Regions from separate parts of the Mus musculus genome. Here region 1 is linked to region 2. A link is a contact called in public HiChIP or PLAC-seq data. All regions are on one chromosome and are shown on one strand. The core of a region is the stretch at or near the end of the contact, and the rest is flanking DNA. Distances in the headings are between cores, read along the strand shown. Region 1 has its middle 31 kb from the start of Gm14635. Region 2 has its middle 42 kb from the start of Gm46687.

Region 1 (3,052 bases), core at 251-2,750, 190 kb after region 2:
CATTGTGAGCTGTCATGTGGGTGCTGGGAATTGAACCCAGCTGCCCTAGAAGAGCAGCCAGTACTCTTAACTGCTGAGCCATCTGTCTAGTCAATCATATGTCATCTTACTGTCTACATTGTTATTGTTGTGTGTAATGTATATGTGTAGTATATACGTGTGTGTGGTGGGGGGAGTCAGGCATACTGCTCCATCACTTTCTGCCGTATTCTCTTGAGACAAGGTCTCTCATTGAACCTGGATCTAGGCTGATGGTCAGTAAGCCCCAGCCATCTTTTCATCTCTAACTCTTGTGCACAGTTATGGGTTTCAAAGTATGTCTGACTAAACCTGGATTTTCGCATGGATTCTGGGAATGTGAACCTAGGTCCTCTTATTTGTATTGTAAGTGCTATTTCCCGCTGAGCCATCTCTCTACCACCCCCCCCCCAAAGTGTTTTAATCAAAACCTGAAAGAATAGTCTCTGCTGAGATGGTTCACCATGCAGGTAAGCATGTATAATCACCACCTACGCCAATTAGCTTGGCTTTCTATGTCTTTGGCTAGGTGCCTCTTGGAGAGAGCAAAGGCTGAGGTTATTCACCCCTTAGCTCTTAGCTTTGTTTTGCTCACCAGGTTGCCAGCCAGAGTGGTTTGGGATTGGAGCCAGTTGGAACAGCACTCTGCTGCCCTGCTAACCAATCAAACAGTGACAGAAGTGACAATTTCTCCAACAGAATCTCATCCAAAGCAATTCACTTACCACACTCCCAGGGTCATACTGACACTGGCTCTTATAGCATATCTGGGCCTCCTGAACCCTTAGAGAAGCCCACTTGGGAGACTGTACTATGTGGATAACACAGATGACCCTACTCAATCTATCATCTGCTAGTCTATTTGTAGTGGTCACTGTTAATTGTCAACTTCCCAGACCCTAGAATCACGAGGGAGATGTACTTCCGGATATTCCTGTAGGGAGTTATCTTGATTACATTAATTAAAGTGGCTAAGACCATTCTCTGGATAGGGGATAATATCAACCCAGAATTGAACAGTTCTTTTTTTCTTTTTGTTTTTTCAAGACAGAGTTTCTCTGTGTAATCTTGGCTGTCCAGGAACTTTACTTTGTAGACCAGGCTGGCCTCAAATTCACAGAGATCTGCTTGCCTCTGCCTCCCGAGTGCTGCGATTAAAGGCATACACCACCATCACCTGGCCAACAGTTCTTAAAAGTTTCACAGAATTTGGTTTAGGGAGATGGTACAGAGGGTAAAGGCTTTTGCTGTCAAGCCTGACAACCTGAGTTTGATTCCGGGAACCCGTACATTAGAAAGAGAGAACCCAGTACATGTGAGCTGTGGCACAAGCATACCTCCCCCACCTAAATAAATAAGGAAATGTGATAAAATTTAGAAAAAGTTTCACAGACTGCGGTGATGCAATATTGTAATGAAAATGTCCCTAACATTCTAAGAGACTGGAACTTTTTTCTGGACCTTACAGCCAGAGTTAATAATATACCTTGAGGTCATTTAAAACTCAAGACTGATATCCTACTGTGGACTCAGCCTGTTTGTTTAACCTACTTTTAAGAGAACAATGTAACAGCCAACCTTATTTGCCTTGAATTTCCCATTAGCTTTTACAACCTAGCTTATGCTTAACTGTACTCTTAAATTATGCACTCTTTCATGCCCCTGACACAAAATTATGCATTTGTATCATTTGCGAAAGCGGCAAACACAGAGGTTGAAAGCAATCTTATAAAATTAATATCCACCATAACTGTTGAACTCAACATACGGATATTGCTTGATAAACAATGATGTTTGTTATGAGTCAACTGGGGTCAGTTGGAGCCAGTGACTTAATCCCTTGTGAAACTGTTAAAGATTTCTGTAAAGTGTCCCTCACTCTGCCCCCATATGATGGTTTCTGCGCTGTTCTATAAGAGACAGAGCAGAGCCTTTCATTAGGGACACACCCGGACATGCAGACACTGGGACAGAGTCACAGGACATTCTTCGGGCAGGCACGAACTCTGACTCATACAGTAGGAAGCAAAAGGATGGCAGACACAGGGAGGTAAAAGTAGAGAATTCAAATGTGGACTTGCTCCTGGTTAAATGACACCAAGGGGAAGTGTTTTGATTTCTTTCTTTAATGTGACACCGATGCATTACTGTTGACTCAGACTTTATTATTAATGTGTTCAAATGGACCAAAATAGACCTCACCTGAAGCTCCTGGAGAGGGGATGTCTTTAATCTCTTTGTATTTGCTGCCTTTGAAAGGATCATCTTGATCAAACATTAACGTTATAGATTACAAGGACTTGATTGTAATTTTGCCTTCCAATTTAAACGGTCTTTTCCCCATTTAATGATTTTATTTCATTTAATGATTTTTGTTTGTAGTTATGTCTTTCTCTTTCTGTATTTTATTCAGCTCTCTCTTATTCTTGGTTAGCCTTGCCATGGGTCTGGGAATAATTCCTACAGGTTTTTGTTGCTTCTTCATTTCATGCTATTCTGCCAGGGCCCAGCCAAAAGATGGCTCTCTCATCCAAATGCCAGCTGAGCATGCAAGCTGAGGGTCAGCTCCAGTGTCAGTGACCAATAGTTGGCGACCAGTAGCCAATATAGTCAGTCAACTTACCAACCTGTTACCTTGGCTATCGTACATATATCTGGGACAAGTTCACAGGACCATAAAAATAGACTTTTATTATTATTCTTTTAAATCATATTTATTTAGGTTGAGGGGGGCATGCCATGGCCCATGTGTGGAGGTCAGACTTTTGGATGGTTCTGTCTTTCTAGTATGTGGGCCCTCAGATATTAAACTCAGGCCATTGAACTTAATATAAGTGCTGCTGAACTTACCAGGACCTAGGAATAGATTCCTTTTGCTTGTTTGATTGGTTTGTTCTGTATTTATTTATTTTTATTTTTATTTTTTGTTTTGTTTTGTTTTTTGAGACAGGGTTTCTCTGTGTAACAACCCTAGCTGTCCTGGAACTCACTCTGTAGACCAGGATGGCACCGAACTCACAGATATCCGCCTGCC
Region 2 (3,172 bases), core at 438-2,937:
CTGGTTTAGTACCAGGAGCCTCGAATCCTGGCGGGAATCCTTGCACTTCCAACATGACTCTCTCTCTCTCTCTCTCTCTCTCTCTCTCTCTCTCTCTCTCACACACACACACACACACACACACACACACACACCACACACACACACCTCACACACCACACCAAACAAAAAACACTCTTGGAACTGCTGAAGTAAATGCGGAGCCTGACGCCAGGGTCAGTGGAGGGACTGTCCCCATCACCAACAAGTTGCTGGCCTTGATAACAGCTGTGGGAGGGGGAAGGGAGCCGCAGGCAGCCACGACTGAACGGTTGCGATCTAGAAAATTCAACAAGAGGCCGCCACAGTGGCGGCGGCTCCAATTAGCTGAGCCAACAGGGAAGGCAGAGAGCTAGGCAGCGGCCCTGCCGATCACGCCCCGGGCGAGCAGGCAGGAGGGGGCGCGGGGCCTCGGAGCTGCTCGCCCGGGCGGCCCTCGCTCGGCCCCTCCCGCGGGTTCTCGGAGCGCGCCTGGTGTTTACATACTGTCCTTCCGACACGGGATCAAGTTTCAGGCCGCGCTAGAGGCGCCTGGAGCGGGCCACAGGCCGGGGAGAAGGGAAGAGCTGGAGCGGGATCTAAGGCCGAGCTGTACGGCTGAAAGCCGGGGCGCTCGTGGTCACAGCTAGCGTAGCCCTCCCTCCTTGCTTGGGGTGAGAAGTCTATCGCGTAGGGTGGCAAAGACAGGTGGAGCTGCGGAGCGCTGTCCAGAGAGAGGCACCTCTGAGTCGCGAGTGGAGTCCAGGGCGCACCCGGGACTGGGGGATGGGGATAGGCTGTCTGATGGTAGCCCAAGGACTGTTTTGAATCTCACCCCGCTTCGTGAGCTCTTCACTCCTCCCCTAAACTCCTTTGACAGACTACTCGATCCAGACTCTTGTTATGGTGGTGGTGGTGGTGGGGGATCTGTGGACTGCAAAACCTCAAAATTCTAAGAGACCTCTCGCTTTTCCTTGCCCACCCTGGCCCCAGTACTGCGAAAGCCTCCGGCGAAGTGCTCGAGGATCTGGCAGCCTGAGGGTGCCCCGCGCTGTCAAGTGTGGGCAAGTGATCTCCAGCAGCAGACACACTGTAAACAGCCGAGTGTGTGCCCTCCTAGCTCGGGGTGAGAACCTCGCCTAAACACAAGTGTCCTCTCGGGCTCCCCGGAGAGACGGAGGAAAGAAAGCCCCCCCCCCCCCACCACCACACACACACACACACACACACACACACACACACTCACTCACACCAAGGCACCTGCATTCAAAAGAGAGTGTTCTGAACCTGCACAGGCGCCAGGCGCTGCTGGGAGAGGATACTCAGCCTGCCCCCCTCCCGGCTGAATACTTGCTTTGTTCCGGGAAACGGGGGAAGCATTAGGCTGCTAACCCCTGGGGAAACACAAAACTTTGAATCTCAGAAAAGGCGGTTGAATGTATTTCGAAGTTCCAGAGATCGGTCAAGGAAGGGAAAAGCAGATGGCGGGAGATCAGGAGACTTGCGAGAGAGGCCAACTGACGATGTGGGAGGAAAACAGCTCAGGGTGACCAGGCCGGAGTCTCGGGAACTCAACTCAGAGTGATGGTGCTTCGCGAGTTCCAGCGAACAGCGGGCTAGGCCAAGTGGTGCCTGCCCAGTCGGCGGCCGCGCCAGCTTCCTGCCCTGCCCAGGACCGCAGAGCAGTCAGGGACGCCACCTCTGGCTGGCTTGGTATCGCAGGAGGATGAGGGTATACAAATAAACCCCGAATCTCTGCAGCTCCCCTCCTCCATCTTCCGCAACACAGTGGACCCAGGCCAATTGGTGGGTCATCCGTTTTAGGTTTTCAACCTGGGGTGAATGGGAAAGGTTTGGTGAGCTAGCCATTACGGTTGGGTCAGTCTGAGCTATCTTAGGTCTCATTCGTTGACTGCCTGTCCCATCAACTCCCACTCCACCCTACCCAATCCGTCTCCAACTAGCTGAGGGCACCACTAGGTTAGCGATATAAGGTCTAACAGGCAAAAGGACGAATGGGTGAGACTGCCACCTCTCACTTAGCCTTCCTAACATTCAAGGGAGGGGAGGGCACCTAGGCTCTGTCCTATCCCCCGTAGGACGCTCCCCTCCGTCTCGGAAGCTCAGACTGCTAACGAGGGTTTCCCCCTTCCCCGTGGGCTCACAAGGTTTCTAACTTCCTCTAAACCTCCCTCCTCGCTCTGAAAAGCCCCGAGGAGAAGAGCAGAGAGGAAGCGAGCCGCTAGTGTGCTAAATGAAGACCATGTGTGAGGGTGGCGGCATCAGAGTGCCGCGGCCGGGGAAGGGGGTGGTGAAGGCCGGTGTGCGGCCCACGGCTGGCTCCTGGTCGAGGCAGCCAGCGCCTGGGCTTTGGGGGACGCAAAGCCGCAGCAAAGTACTGCTAGGATAGCCTGGTGGCTGGCCACCGATGAGTGTGTGTGTGTGTGTGTGTGTGTGTGTGTGTGTGTGTGTGTGTGTGTGTGTGTGTGTGTGTGTGTGCGCGCGCGCGCGCGCGCGCTTGGTGGACAGGATCTGCCGCGCCTCGGGGGGCGGGGGCGGGGGCGGAGCCCTGACTTCCTGGGCCGCAGCTGCGACCCAGGGCGCAAGAGCAAATCGTGCTCCGCGGCGGCGGTGGCTCGGGCCCGCCACGCTTGCAGCTGAAAATCAACAAAGGGAGGCGGCAGGCGAGCGGGGGAGGGGCGCGGCTGAGCGCTCGCTGGCTGCTGTGGAATAATAAAAAATAATTAATAATGATAATAAGAGAAAAAAATCTGCCGGCTTTCTGGGCACTGGGTTTCCGTGCGGCTGCAGCGGGAGGCGCGCTGTCCTTGACGCGGCCTCTCTCGCCTGGTCTGCCTGCCCCTCCCCCTCCCTTGCCCCCTCCCCTTCCTGGGAACCGGGAAGAGAAAGGTCTGCAGCTGACAAATATTATCCATTCTCCCCATCGATCGCGGAGTGTACAGATGTGAGCGCTTGATGTGCCCGCGGAGCGGCGGATCCTCCCTGCTCTCTCGCCGCCCCCCTCCTCCCCCTTTGTTCTCCTCCCCTTTCCCTCTCTTTAAATAGATTTCAGGGCGCTGCCTGTTGGAGAGCAGCTGGCGATCTCTCCAGAGAGAGAGAGAGAGAGAGAGAGAGAGAGAGAGAGAGAGAGAGA

Evidence for each region. HiChIP or PLAC-seq counts read pairs in DNA pulled down with a chosen protein or histone mark.
Region 1: a contact with region 2 is called in a FOXA1 HiChIP or PLAC-seq map of pancreatic cancer cells. The contact joins two enhancer-like sites. A contact is called at or near these places in 1 of 484 Hi-C or Micro-C datasets (liver), 3 of 115 datasets of contacts at active chromatin or transcription factors (embryonic stem cells and pancreatic cancer cells) and 1 of 9 other capture datasets (embryonic stem cells).

Annotation. Positions count from the first base shown.
Region 1 is chrX:12,322,036-12,325,087 of GRCm38.p6, forward strand. No RefSeq gene overlaps it. Among named protein-coding and RNA genes, the nearest start is that of Gm14635, 31 kb to the right of the region's middle. Within about 2 kb of position 1,501, at least 18 of the 459 cell types and tissues checked have an H3K27ac peak or open chromatin away from gene starts, as enhancers often do. A contact at or near this core is called in liver and pancreatic cancer cells, where this site is marked.
Region 2 is chrX:12,133,019-12,136,190 of GRCm38.p6, forward strand. It overlaps a transcript of Bcor not described here. Among named protein-coding and RNA genes, the nearest start is that of Gm46687, 42 kb to the left of the region's middle. Within about 2 kb of position 1,688, at least 253 of the 459 cell types and tissues checked have an H3K27ac peak or open chromatin away from gene starts, as enhancers often do. A contact at or near this core is called in liver and pancreatic cancer cells, where this site is marked.